2 separate regions of the Dromaius novaehollandiae genome follow, and region 1 is linked to region 2. A link is a contact called in public Hi-C data. All regions are on one chromosome and are shown on one strand. The core of a region is the stretch at or near the end of the contact, and the rest is flanking DNA. Distances in the headings are between cores, read along the strand shown.

Evidence for each region. A called contact is a pair of places that touch in the nucleus more often than the background predicts.
Region 1: a contact with region 2 is called in a Hi-C map of brain, with 2.1 times the contacts expected there. The contact joins the enhancer-like site here to the promoter of EIF3M in region 2. A contact is called at or near these places in 2 of 4 Hi-C or Micro-C datasets (brain and liver).

The regions. Positions count from the first base shown.
Region 1 is chr5:58,031,628-58,038,128 of bDroNov1.hap1, forward strand. The region is part of intron 1 of CCDC73 (coiled-coil domain containing 73); the gene reads right to left. Among named protein-coding and RNA genes, the nearest start is that of PRRG4, 20 kb to the right of the region's middle. Within about 2 kb of position 3,689, at least 1 of the 2 cell types and tissues checked has open chromatin away from gene starts, as enhancers often do.
Region 2 is chr5:57,943,194-57,949,838 of bDroNov1.hap1, forward strand. EIF3M (eukaryotic translation initiation factor 3 subunit M) reads left to right here and starts at 2,534. Exons shown (of 11, transcript XM_026121914.2): 1 at 2,534-2,686; 2 at 4,357-4,576; 3 at 5,383-5,521; 4 at 5,941-6,064; 5 at 6,610-6,645. The coding sequence starts at 2,645. It overlaps WT1 (WT1 transcription factor), which reads right to left and starts at 2,531. Exons shown (of 12, transcript XM_064512923.1): 1 at 2,336-2,531.

The DNA.
Region 1 (6,501 bases), core at 2,439-4,938, 90 kb after region 2:
GCTTGTGACAAATTCTGAAACAAAATTAACAAGTATAATACACAGTCTATTGCTAAAGACAACAAAATGTTGTTCTGTGCTGTTGTAACAGCTGAAGATTTGAAACAGCAGATTTATTCCATATAGTAGATATCCCACTTAATTCAATGCATTTTATCCAAGCAGCAGATCAGTAAACCTGTAATTATTTATTTTCCAAACAAAAATAGTTCTATTCACACCTAGCTGCCCTTATTTATGGTATTAGAAGCATCTGGTCTAAATTAAATAGTATTTGTTTAAATTCAAGATCAGTTCAACTATTCTCATTTGAAAGCTGTGCATTTATTCCAAAATTCACTTTGTTGTCAAAACTCAGAAAAGCACTAAGTCTTTTGCGATGGAGATCAGCAGCATCGCCTTAATAGAACACAACAATTACCCTTAAAAAATGTTTCTTAGAATGAATCTTTGCTGACAAATCATCATTAGACGTTAGTAATCTGAGACAATTTGGCCAGTGAATTCTTCTGTCACTAGTAGTTAAAAAGAGTGCAAGTAAATCTTAAAAAATATTAGGATTGAAAGGTTAGGGAGAAGAGGAGAACTTAATGCTACATATTAGCGTGTTGCAAGTATATACACATTTTTACATGCTTATTCTTTTCAAAATTCCAGGTTAAAAAAAAAAAAAAAGTATTGGCCAAACAACTCTTGGCTGTTGCAGTCTTCAGATTTTCCTGGTCAAAAATTAATGGTGTGAGGGTTTTTTCCCCTGTTCCCTAAGAGCTTTCATATGCTACTCCGCAAGATTCCATCTTCCTAACTCTTGGCTTCAACATGCTTATGAAACTACTGATAGGGAGTACAGAGAAGTGAATTAATATAAAATACAGTGGTGTAGTTAAGATCTTTATCCACTCCTCAACCCATTCTAAATAAAACTGCTAAGTTTTTGCTATGGGTGTGCTAAACATATGACAGCATTTGGAGCACAAATAAGGGAGACTGAACAGGACACATTCCTGAGACAACCAAACTGATGACTCAGAAAGCACATGGGAAAGTCCTTCTAATTGACAGTATGTTTTATTCCACCTGCAATACTGGATTTTTCTGGGATGATAGGTGTTTCAAGCAATCAAAGTGTTCCAATTTAGCTTTTTAGACCAGAATCCAGTAAAGAGCTACTTCATTCTAAGTATGGAGCTGTAGTAAATTTAACTTCAAGAATGAAGTTTTTAAGCATATTTTGTCAGGCACCCTAAAATGTTTATTGGTTACCTGTTGAATTCTAGATGAACATTAATAGATTGCAACTGCTTGTCCAAGTACTAAATTGCTTGGGATCTGCACATTTTTTTTCCTTTACAAGAGGGCCCCTTCAGCAGTTTGAATTCTTTTGATGACACTATATCATCTCTTGAAAGCTAGCCAGCCTAGGCATTTTCAAAAAAACAGGTGATTTAAAATTTACATGTTATATAAGCTAGTGTAGTACATCTAATAAACACAGAAATGCATTTTCAGGATCCTAATGTTCTGTAATCAAAAACAATTATAGAGTATATTGTATCTATCTTTTAAAGGACAATACTATGGTAAGATCACAGACAACATAAGATTTTTCAAGCACAAGTAAAGTGATTATGAACAAATTAGCAGGGAAAAATATCAGCTCATTCGGGGGGGGGGAAAGGAAAGGAATCTAGTTAAAACTAAGATGTGTATGTGCTTGCAACACATTGGTGTATATAGGATTAAATTCTCCTCCTCTCCCTAACCTTTCATTCCTAATATTTTTCAAGATTTGTTTGAACTCTTTTTAATGATTAGTGAGAGGAATTCACTGTTCAAGGGATTAATAGAACCTAAGATCTCTCCAAATTTTATAGATATAGACAAACCCTAGAAGTTGGGTTTTCTTGGTTTTTTTGGGGGGTTTTTTTGTTTTTACAGAAATGCAATACAACTACCTCATCTGTTCGGCTTGCACAGTGATTCAAAGCAAATTACATTCGTTTTAAACACCATACTGCCACCTAGTCGACATCCTAATAACTACAGTGTCCTGATACTTTATGCACAGTATTATGTTTAGGGACAACAACCAAAATTAAATTATTCCTTAAAAAAATGTTTGTGCCTGGACTATGGTATCAGAAGCAATGAGAGCTCTAACTTCCTCATCCCGTAAGACTACTGTAGCAACACGAAACAAGCAGCAGCTGAAGGGTTAGAAGTATGGAGTTAATGACTCAGTCATCTGTCATCTGAATCAGCTTCAGGCCCTCCTAAAACTCTAAAAACTGATTTGCTACATATCATTATTTTCTACAAAAAGAGCAGATGCATTCCGATAGTATTCTGATTTGGCAGTTACTACTTACTTATAATTATAGTTGTGAAATAACTATACCAAGCGTAAAGAAAGTAAGTATCATATCTTTCATTTCTGTTATCATTTAGAATTAAATTTTGAAACTGTGGGTTAAATTCCCCAAATCTAACTTGAAAGAATTTCCCCAACTAGAAGGTATTTGACTGTTCTATAATAATTTTGTATCACTGCATAGCCAAAATAGATTTCAGGTCCATCTACTTTTTAGAATTCAAAATGTCTTAATTCAGGACAATGTCTGGAATTTAAGTCCCTAAAACAGGCAGAGATCACAAAACCCTTCCCCTTCCCCCTTTGTTATATGTCATCTTAGAAAACAATTCCTTAGAAAGGCAAAAGGGCACTCTTACCTTAGCTACATCCATCACAGATGGACTGTCAAATATATAATCCTTGGTTAACAGGTAAAACAATACTTATCACAAAAATAATTGGACTCAATACCTTCAAGTAAGGGATCAGTCCAAAATAATATAACACTAAATGAATTTACAATGTGTAACATTCCAAAAAACCCACACTCGTGAGAAATCTAAGGTTTTGCAAAACTTAGTCTTACCAACTCAAAAAAGCTGTCTGCTATGGAAGCATCATTCAGAGCGACAACAAGCTATGGTGTTTCCTACATGACAGTCTCATTCAGGGAAACAAATTGGTCTCTCATCTGAATCTAGTCCAAAAGACTAGGGACATGGAAGCAGAAGGAGTGGAAGGAATCTCCTGTGGCCTCAAGTGCAGTTCTCTACTATTTCAGGCAGCACTTAACTCCTTTCCATACATTTGGGGATTCTTCTATTTTATAATCAGAGCTTATTTGCCCGAAGGCTGTTGGTCTTTGGGTCTGGGGTTCTCCCCCCTCCCCCAATTTGTTTGACAAAATGTGCTACTTTTCTCTACAAACCTTGCCCAGGCACAACCGCCCTAACATTATCATTAAACTTTTTGAGACCCCCACTGTAAAGCTTCAAAAGGAAAATTATCAGCTAAAGAAAGCTGTCTGCTATGGAAGAATCATTCAGAACCATGACAAGCTGTGCTGTTTCCTACATGATGGTCTCATGAAGGGAAATAAGTTGGTCTCTCAGCTAAATCTAGTCCAAAAGATTAGGACAATGAGGTATAATAAAATGTGAAAATTGTTTCTGTGCTTCCTGAGCATCACAGAGAATGCTGATATCAGTGAAAAGATTCCCATGTCATCATTAGAAAAATTACCTAATCCTATATCTGTACATCCTACTACAGGCTAGTACAATAAAGTTGCTCCAGCACCAGCTTTGGAACAGCTCCCAAAGGGGGGAGGTCAGAAGGGGAAGTTAAGCAAGTGGGTTGTAACAGGAAACTGGTGGTGTAACTCCTCCCAAGCCACAGCATCCCCACAACTCTAGAGCAGCAGAGACTTTTCAGAAAAGAGAGGAAGGCTCCTTCCTCCTTTGGTAACCCAATCTAATGTGAAATTAGCTATTACAGTCTTTGGGAGATTTTTTAAAACAGAAGGCAGAAATATTTTGTGAAAGATGTTACTCTAAAGATACAATACCATAATTGAATGACACTGAGATAAAAATCTTGAATACAGAAGGCATGAGAAATCAAAATAACAAGCTTTGAGGTTACACATAATTATACTTAAGGCAGTATTTTTAGAGGCCCCCCCCCCCATTCTAGCCCTTACCACATACACCAGAGACGGTGCATCAAAGGTTTTACTAGAAATACTCAGTAAATATGCGTGGCCTACCTACATATTTATTCAAATTCCCCTTCCCAGATTAAAGGCATGAAGAATAAAACCTTCCTATTGAGGATAAATTTCCTAACTTGAATCACTCTACTGTTGCCTGCACCTTTAGCTAGTCTTTCAGCGAAAAGAATTATCACCATGGGCACAGCGATACGCAATTGGCACTGAGGTGTCAGAATAAACTAAACCAGAAAAGATACACAAGTCTCAAATCAGGAACACTGAATTGTAGTTACCTGTAGCCCGAAACACACAGAAACTCACACACAAGTAACGCAGTAAGCATCAAACAAATTAAGTGAAGGAATACACACAAGTGCAAGGAGCAACATGTTGGAAAAGTAAGAGAAACAAAGCCGTCCTGCACTTCTTGCCCAGTTAGATTCAGAACACAGATTTGTACAGCATGGCACCGACAGAAAAGATGCACCAGATATTAACATTTTTCCTCACAGACCTTTAGCATGCAGGCTAAATTGTTCTTCTTATGCTGAAAGTAGCCCAGCAGCAGCCCAGACAGAATTGTAAGGAATTATCCCAAGCTCTGGATGGGATGTTGCATAAACAAATCTGTAGGGAAGATAGTAAGACTACGTCCTACATGATGAAAAAGGGGGACAGACACAACTGTCTTGGGGAAAGGCCCAAGATTATTAACAGTGCTGTGGCCTTCCACAGAATAGCCGCAAAACTGCTTTTTTAATACTTACTTCCCTCCCCTCTACTGGAGAGGACCTGGCTCATTCTCCAGCCGAGCCAGCCACCCTCGCAGCTCCCTGACCCATGGCAGCACGATGGCTTCCGACCACCCAGGAGACACCACCCCAAGGCCGGGCGCCCCCGCTTAGCCCGGGGCCGAGGCCCAGGCCGTGGCCCCCTTCCTCCCCGCCGCCTTCCCGCCACTTCCAACGGCCAGCGCCAACCGCCGCCCGCGCGCCGCCTCCCCGCGCCGCCCCCGCGCGGCGCTCGCGGCTCGGCCGGCGCCATTTGCGCGGCACCGAGAGGCAGCACGGGGCGCTCAGGGAAAGGGGCGCGGGGCCCCTCAGCCGGGCCCTCCCGGCACCTGGGAGCTCGCCGGCCCCGCCGCCGGCCGCCGCCCGCGGGGCTGCTCCGCGCTCCCCGCCGGCAGCTCTGCGGGGACAACCGGCTGCCCCAGGCAGGGGGCTGAAGTAAAGGGTTTCGCGCCGGCCCCAGGCGCTGCAAACACTGGAAGGGCATAAACGAGGACATAGATACAAAAATAGCAAAGGTGCTGGCGTGCTTTCTCTTCCTACGCTAGGAAGTTTCAGCAACACTCTTCTTGTTGCTCTGGTGTTAGAAACCTTCACTTCATCAATTTCACGAGAAAAGGTCATCCAAAAAATAAACAGACAGGGCTAGGGAGAAGTAAATGGACTGCGGGTTTTGTTTAGAAATGATTTCTCCTACACTTGAAATAACTACTTCAAATTAAATTTAATATGCCAGTTGCTAGACAATGAATAGATATTTGTAAGTAGTTCTGAGATCTTGGACGGAATAGACTTTGCAAACAGTCATTTGGAAGAAAATAAAATGCCACCAATAATGCCAAGCTCTCATAGTCTTCAAAGGGAATTAAATGTATATATTAATAAATATTATTTGTTTGGGAGCTCACACATAATACACAGGGGGTTTTTTTTGTTTGTTTTTTACAAAGAGCCCTAATATTCAAGAGTTTTGCTAATATAGTTAATTGCATTCTTAGCAATGCACAAGATTAGGACACTGATTCTTAATCCTTTTTAGTCTGCAATTTAAATCTTTCCCAAAATGAGCTATGTTTCCAAACCCTTTCCTCTTTGTCAAATATGACTTCTTCAATCCTTAAATAAAACTCCCCCCAAAGAAAGATGGAAAAGGAGCAAGGATGTTTAAAGCCGAAATACGTCTTTAGGCTTAACATAGTCACTTAGAATCATCAACACACTAATGTGAAAATGCAGCTAACACATCCAAAAAGTCTTAACTCTGCCCTCTAGTGAAACTATGCATAAATTCACATTTAAAGTGAATGGAATCTCAAAAAAGATTAAACATTTAAAGACCTATTTGATGCTTTTTTCCTTGTTTCCTTACATAGAGGCACCTGAATTCACTGTTTGTTTTATTTTCTAAGATATGAACTTCCATTTCTCAACATGTTTTAATGTCTTAACACAAAAATTACTAAATTTAAAATATTTGATTAGTGATACTTATATAAATTAAATTCATAACCTGTACTATATTTCATCCTAAATTAACTATTGGACCTTTTAAACTTAACTATCTTCATAGGATTATTCTGTACATTTTTCTAAATCTTTAATTCCAATTGTCATACATTAAGATAACAGTATCATGCATGAATTGC
Region 2 (6,645 bases), core at 1,284-3,783:
AAAACCTAAAAGCGGAACCATTATTCAAAAATAAAACAAGCATGTATATGTAAAGCTATCTGAGTCATAAAGTTTAATAAAGGCAGTTTGAGCCTTTATCAGGTTCATTGTGCTCAGTGCTATAGAAACTTAGAAGTAGGCGCTACCTCTGCTCTAACAAGTTTAAGTCTAGTTATTATTTAGCCAGGTATGGATTTGTAAGGAAAAAAATGAAAAAAACTGGAGATTTGTAGACAGAAGTGCTATTAACTTAAGGAATTTATGTAATTTAGATTTTATCTCTGAAATATATGGTGGGCACAATGATAATAAGGTGACTACTTTATTAAAAAAAGGTTGAAACTTATAATGCTTTCAATATTTTCTACATATTTTATGTAAAACCTATATTAGAAGCACTTCCTAAAATGTTTCATGGGCTGGAACAAAAACAGGTTACGGACAGAATCACGTAATGTGTCATGATCCAAATACGTCGTTAGTCGTGATCCAGACGTGTAAAATCCTCAGCTTTTTTTGGCAACTGATGCAAATGCTGGCCTATAACCTCCTAATATTCCTCTAGACTTCATATTTGACTTTGATTCCTTCAAATAAGTAATCCCAAGGCACAATTAAGTTCATCCAGCATTTTGCAGGAGGGGTAGAACCTCCCCCCCCCACCCCCATCAGTGCATTTGAATACATCAAGATTCATTTTACTGGGGAATGAAAAATTCTCATAGGGAATTTCCAGGATGACAAAAGCAGCATCTGCTCCTTTAAAAGCACAGCAGCTTTCTGCAGTGGCATTCTTTAGTCTATACATCCCTAGAGTTCATCATCAATTGATAGTTTTTCTTAATTACCTTATACATATTGGCACAAGAGTTACAAACCTCTCCGAAAACTCAAAGGCTGCCATTAATATTAAAGAGTCTCCGAAGTTTCTAAATACAAACCATTGAGAACACCAAACAGTGATAGTAAGGCCCCGTTTTATTTGTGTTTCCACATTTATTGCTAAAATTTCATTTGTAAAATGGGGGCTAGGTGAATGTTTCACTGACAGCAAAGCAACAGCCCCTTTGGCTTAACAGTGCTAACACTGCAAAGGCACTTGATGGTATGATGAATAAATCAGTATACCTATTTTCATACTGCAGATTATTTAAACTCTTGAAGCATAAAACACTATCTCCAGTCCCTGTGAGCTATATCTCATTCAGTTATTTTATATCAGGGACATGACTTTACAAAACATCTGTATCAGCAAGATGATTCACACATTCTAATGTAAACACAAAGCATAGCGCTGTAGTACCAACCTCAAAATTCTCATTAAAAGAGTAATCATCTCAGCTCCCTTTTCCTGGCATTTTAGAATTCCATTACTGGTTGTGAGATTATATTTCTCTAAACAAGTTTATCTTGAATTACTCAACAACTTCTAGAGTAATAAAAAGCTTTTAAATTACTTTCTAGCCAGCACTATTATGTAGCAATAATAAGCCATCCACTGACCCTCCTTTCAAAACCCTCCAGATCTTACTAAACAAGTCTTTAAAAATACTTCATCCAATTAGTTGTGAATGTGTCCCAGTGTTTTCTAAATGTCTATAACCAGTGAATACTTATAAGCAACAGGGAAATAGAAGCTTCCTTGGGGTTTCCCCTGTATTTTCTTTCTGGCCTTTATTTTAACCTTTGAAATATCAGGAAAGTCAAGCTATGTCCCTCTTGGTCCGACAGACTGGTTAAATGGGAAATTTCTTAATCTTTAACTGAAAAAGCATGCAACGCATTGGTATCAGCAAGTCATTATTTGTTACTTTTAATTGGAATATAAGCTAAGGTGATTTTAAGAACAAACTAAGCATCTGATTAGGAAAATCCTGTCCTTTCTCTTATCAGGTTTCACTCCCAACATACCTAAAGTAAGCCTATTATTTAAACTCTTCCAGTAAAAAAGGACTAGGTAAGAACTTACATGTCTAACAGCAACAAAGTAGCAAATAATCTTCTAGATTGAGAGAGAAAAAAACTCTAATTCTTTCCACATCATAATAATTCTGTCATTATGGACACCTATCGCATACGGACACAGATGTATGTCAGAATACCTTACTAAAGATGGCCAGCTACTCTTATCTGCGGGCAGGGCGCGCAGCACTTGGGCCCTTTACCACACCCACCTCGCCTAGGGGCGCACCCCGCAGGCAACAACGGGCCCGCTGCAGGCTGCCAGGCCGGGGGGAACCGCTCCGGGAACAGGGTGACCCCCGGGACAGGCGGAGCTTTGGGGGCAGACTGCTGCAGGCCGGGTACCCCAGGCAATGAGGCGGCCAGCACTGACCAGGGGCAGCAACTCGCCGGTCAGCTCCTCCGCCGGGTCCCGGCGGGAGCTCGGGGCCGGGCACATGGCCGCTCACGGACCGCCGCCTCAGCGCCAACGGTCGCTGCCACCTCAGCGCCAACGGTCGCTCCCAACGGCGCGAGGCGGGGGAAAGTGGGGGAAGGGGCGGGGGCCAGCGCCAGCGCCAGCCCGCTCCTCCCCTCCCACACACACTCCGGAAGCGGAAGTGGCGTCACATGCCAGCGGAAGCCGCTCGGCGCTTCCGGTGCGGGCGGCGTGCTCGGGCCGGTCGCGGGAGTCTGCGCCGCCATGAGCGTCCCGGCGTTTATCGACATTACGGAGGAGGATCAGGTCAGCAGCCAGGGGCGGCGGGGAGGAGGGCGCGCGGGCCGCGGTGGCCGACTGAGGGACGGGGAGGGGGGTGATCGCCAGTTCCCTGGGGCGGGCGGGCGGGAGGGAGTCCTTTGGCCCCCAGCCGTTGGCGGCGTGGCCGTTGGCCTGGTAGCCGTTGGCGCCGCGGCCGTTGGCGCCCGGCGCCTCCCGAGCGCGGCGGCCCTGCCCTTGGCCGGCAGGAGCCGGGGGCGATGCTCGCTGCCGGGCTGCGTGGCGGCGAGGGGCGGCGTGCGGCCCCGCCGGCGCCGGCCCTCCGGGAAGGGGCGGTGGCAAAGGCTGCGCTGTGCTGCGAGTCGCGGGCGGGGCGGTGGGAGCCGTCGCCGGGCGGGGGGCGCTCAGGCCTCCGCTGGCCGGTGCTGCAGCCCTTAGCGGGCCCGGAGCGCTGCGAGCGGGGTTCGCCGAAGGCCATCACGGTCGTGCCGCAGCTAGCGTGGATCTGCGCAAATGCGTTTGCAGTATTTGCTAGGGATTTTAGCGTGCGAATTGAAGAAACTGTGAATGTAAAGGCAAACGTGTGTTCACGATTTTTCTTTAAAAAATCACCCTCGCTAATGTTTTGTCTTCCTTCTTCCTCAGCAGTACTTTTTTAGGAAAGAAAGCTGGTTCGGATGCTTCCTAGAGCATTATTTACGCCTCTTGTTTTTGTGGGCTTCTTGATGTTTAAATAAGAGTCATGGAAATAGTTCATTTTATCTATGAGCTGTTGCTTTGTTCTGTCTTTGAATTTTAGCATTTGTTATTCTTCATGTCTGTTACATACATAATTTGAAACCTACCAGGAACACGTGTCAGAAATATTATTTTTCAGTCCAGTTTTTGCTTGCTCTAGTGTCTAGTAAATGCTCGTCAAGTAGTTAGTCTGAAGCATCTTCAGGATCGCAAAGGATCCTAGAGCATTTAGTTACGTCTTATGGTACTGTGTTGGCTTGACACTGAACTTGATGTAAATTACATCTTGAATCACCGTAGCATCTAGGTCAGACTTCCTTGTGTCAGAAGTTGTATGGCCTTATAAACGCTGACTCTGAAGAGTTACGGTTCTGCTTTTGAAACCATGGATTGTGAAGTTAGTGCATAGGCCTGTCATTGTGGAAAAGGTATCTTCTTACTGTCTGATAAAGCAGGTCATCGGTATTGGAAACTGCCTGTAACTTGGGTGAAGACTGAAAGTTCTGCCTTCCCTAAGGTAGTTCTGTGTATATCCTTTGTGTTTTCTGTAGAATACACAACTAGATGGTTTTATTATTTAACTTACATTGTCAAAGGGAGTACAAGTCTTGAAGACAAGAATTCTTAAGAAGAAAACATCTTTGTCACAAAAACTTATGAGGGCTGCAGTCCTCTGTCCAGCAGTTGTGATGCATTCCTACTGTGAGAAAACCCAAGTTATATGATTTATTCAGTCACTGGCCAAACAGCTCTCGCATGGGCTGCATCTTACACCTAGGTGGTATTTAGGTGATGTGTTCATGGGAGAGAGGGAGCATTGTAGGATACAGTGTGGTAGGGGGAAATGGAGCTAATGTGGGTCAGGAGCAGAGGAAAGAGGAATAACTGCAGAAAGAAATCCATAAGAAATAAATTTTTCTGACTTTGCTGTTCACTGTCTTTATTTATATGTTTTTAAGGCTGCAGAACTTCGAGCTTACTTGAAATCTAAAGGAGCTGAAATCTCTGAAGAGAACTCTGAAGGTGGACTTCATGTTGACTTGGCACAGATTATTGAAGCTTGTGATGTGTGCCTGAAGGAGGATGACAAAGGTTTGCATCTTTCAGTCTTATCAGTGGTGCTAAACGTATCGCCACCATTGATGCTTTCAGATAACTATCTGTTGACAGAATTTAGAGGTATGTTCCATGGCTTGTATGTGTTTAAAAAGGTGCATCTTTTTAAAAATGGAAAAACGCAGTGCCATGTAAAATATGCCTGTGCTCTGCCCTGTCTTCTCCAAACATCCAATGACTTTCGAACAAGTCGGAAATAAAGCTGGACTGTGCTCACTATGAGGATTTAGCAAGTTGTGTATCAAACAAGTTTCTTTTCCACAAAAATGTTTATGATAAAATAAGACTCTACAGCTAATTCATGTCTGTGGTGCGGCAGATCAGATAGCAATAAAAATTAAGACTGTAGACGTTTGTAATGAGACGTTTTAGAACCTAAATATTAATCAATTATATTGTTTGAAAACGTTAGAATTTTTGGTAGTCAGTTACTCCTTTTGGAGGTAGGACCATAGGTCATTAGAAACTACATTAATATGTTTTAATGATGCTGATGATACTGTGGTAGCATTAACTGATCTTTCTGTGCCTCCTCTGTTCTGTTTCAGTATAAAGACCCATTTAGAAGTTTTACATGTAAAATAAATAGCTCATAGGAATAACATATGTCATTTGAAAGAATGCAGGGTTCTTCTAGAATGAGCATTTATGAATATCTCTTTGTTTTGCCTCTTACTGTAAGCAGATCAGCATAAAATAATAGCAAAGCTTATTGCTCTGTTGTGTGATGCTCAGTGTCGTTATACATATTTTGTATCAGCAAGACATATACAGGCATTCATAGCAGAAGTGATTCTTCAGCATTAAATAGTTACTGATGATGATCATTGCTTGCAATTTTAAACAGCTGCATATTTTGTTTTGTGCAGATGTTGAGAGTGTAATGAACAGTGTAGTTTCTTTGCTTCTTATCCTGGAGCCTGACAAACAAGAAGCACTGATTGAAAGCCTGTGTGAGAAATTAGTAAAATTTCGGGAAGGAGAGCGCCCATCTCTTAGACTGCAGCTGTAAGTATTGTACAGGGAAAAGTAAGGCCAAAGAATCCTTCCTTTAAGGAGATCTCTTGTGTCTTTCATAAATCAAAGTATGGGGTGCCTATCAAGGATTGGTGTGTCTGTTGTATATAGCATGCTTTGTCTTTTTTTTTTTTTTTTTCGGTACCTTCTTTTTTTCCATCATAAAATAGAAGTATCAATATACTTTCTTTGCTCAGGTATTATGAACTTAACGTTAAAATGCATAGTTTTCAATTTCTCTGCTGTTGTAAAACTGGAAGCTGTTACAATTCATCATGGACTCAAGATGGCACTACAGAAAGTGGTTTGTGTGTACTAGCACACTTCTTAATGGAAACACTTACTTGTATGCACTCCAGTAAAGTTCTGCTAAACCTCCTTAACTTAGTTATTCATTGTTTGTGGTTTAGACTGAGCAATCTCTTCCATGGTATGGATAAGAATACTCCTGTGAGATACACAGTGTACTGCAGCCTTCTTAAAGTGGCCTCATCATGTGGTGCCATCCAGTACATTCCAACTGAACTCGATCAGGTAATTTGTATGGTGTTTCACATTACAGCGTTCATATTAACCATGTTGCATCTGACTGAATATTAGTCAGAGTTGATACAGACTGTCCCTCCTTGTTATAAATTTCCAGTGAAATTTTAAAAAAAACACAATACAGAACTACTACTCTTACAAAGATCCTTCTACAGAATCTAAATTAAACTGCTGTTTATTTTCTGTCTCTAATGTGGAGCAAAGTTAGATGCATCTGTTTGATTCATGTGATAGTAGTGAAAGGGAGAAGCTTTGATCACAAATGGGGCATCAAGTTTTTACCTCTTGCTCTGGAATCAGTGTCTTGGGACCACCTGTCCTTATTGAGGAAGCACATGGAGAGCACAGAGTTTTGGCTTCGCATGGGAGAACTTCCAGGTTCTGCGTAGGGAGCCTAGTAGTTAGAAGACCCCAAGGAACAATCCCTGTGAAAGATCTTTTGAATCCTTTTCTGCTTGAGGGAAAATGAGAAATATTTTCAGTTTTATTTTAGCTTTTTCCTAATGCTCCTTTTTCACTTATATTCTACATAGGTCCGAAAATGGATTTCTGATTGGAATCTCAGCACA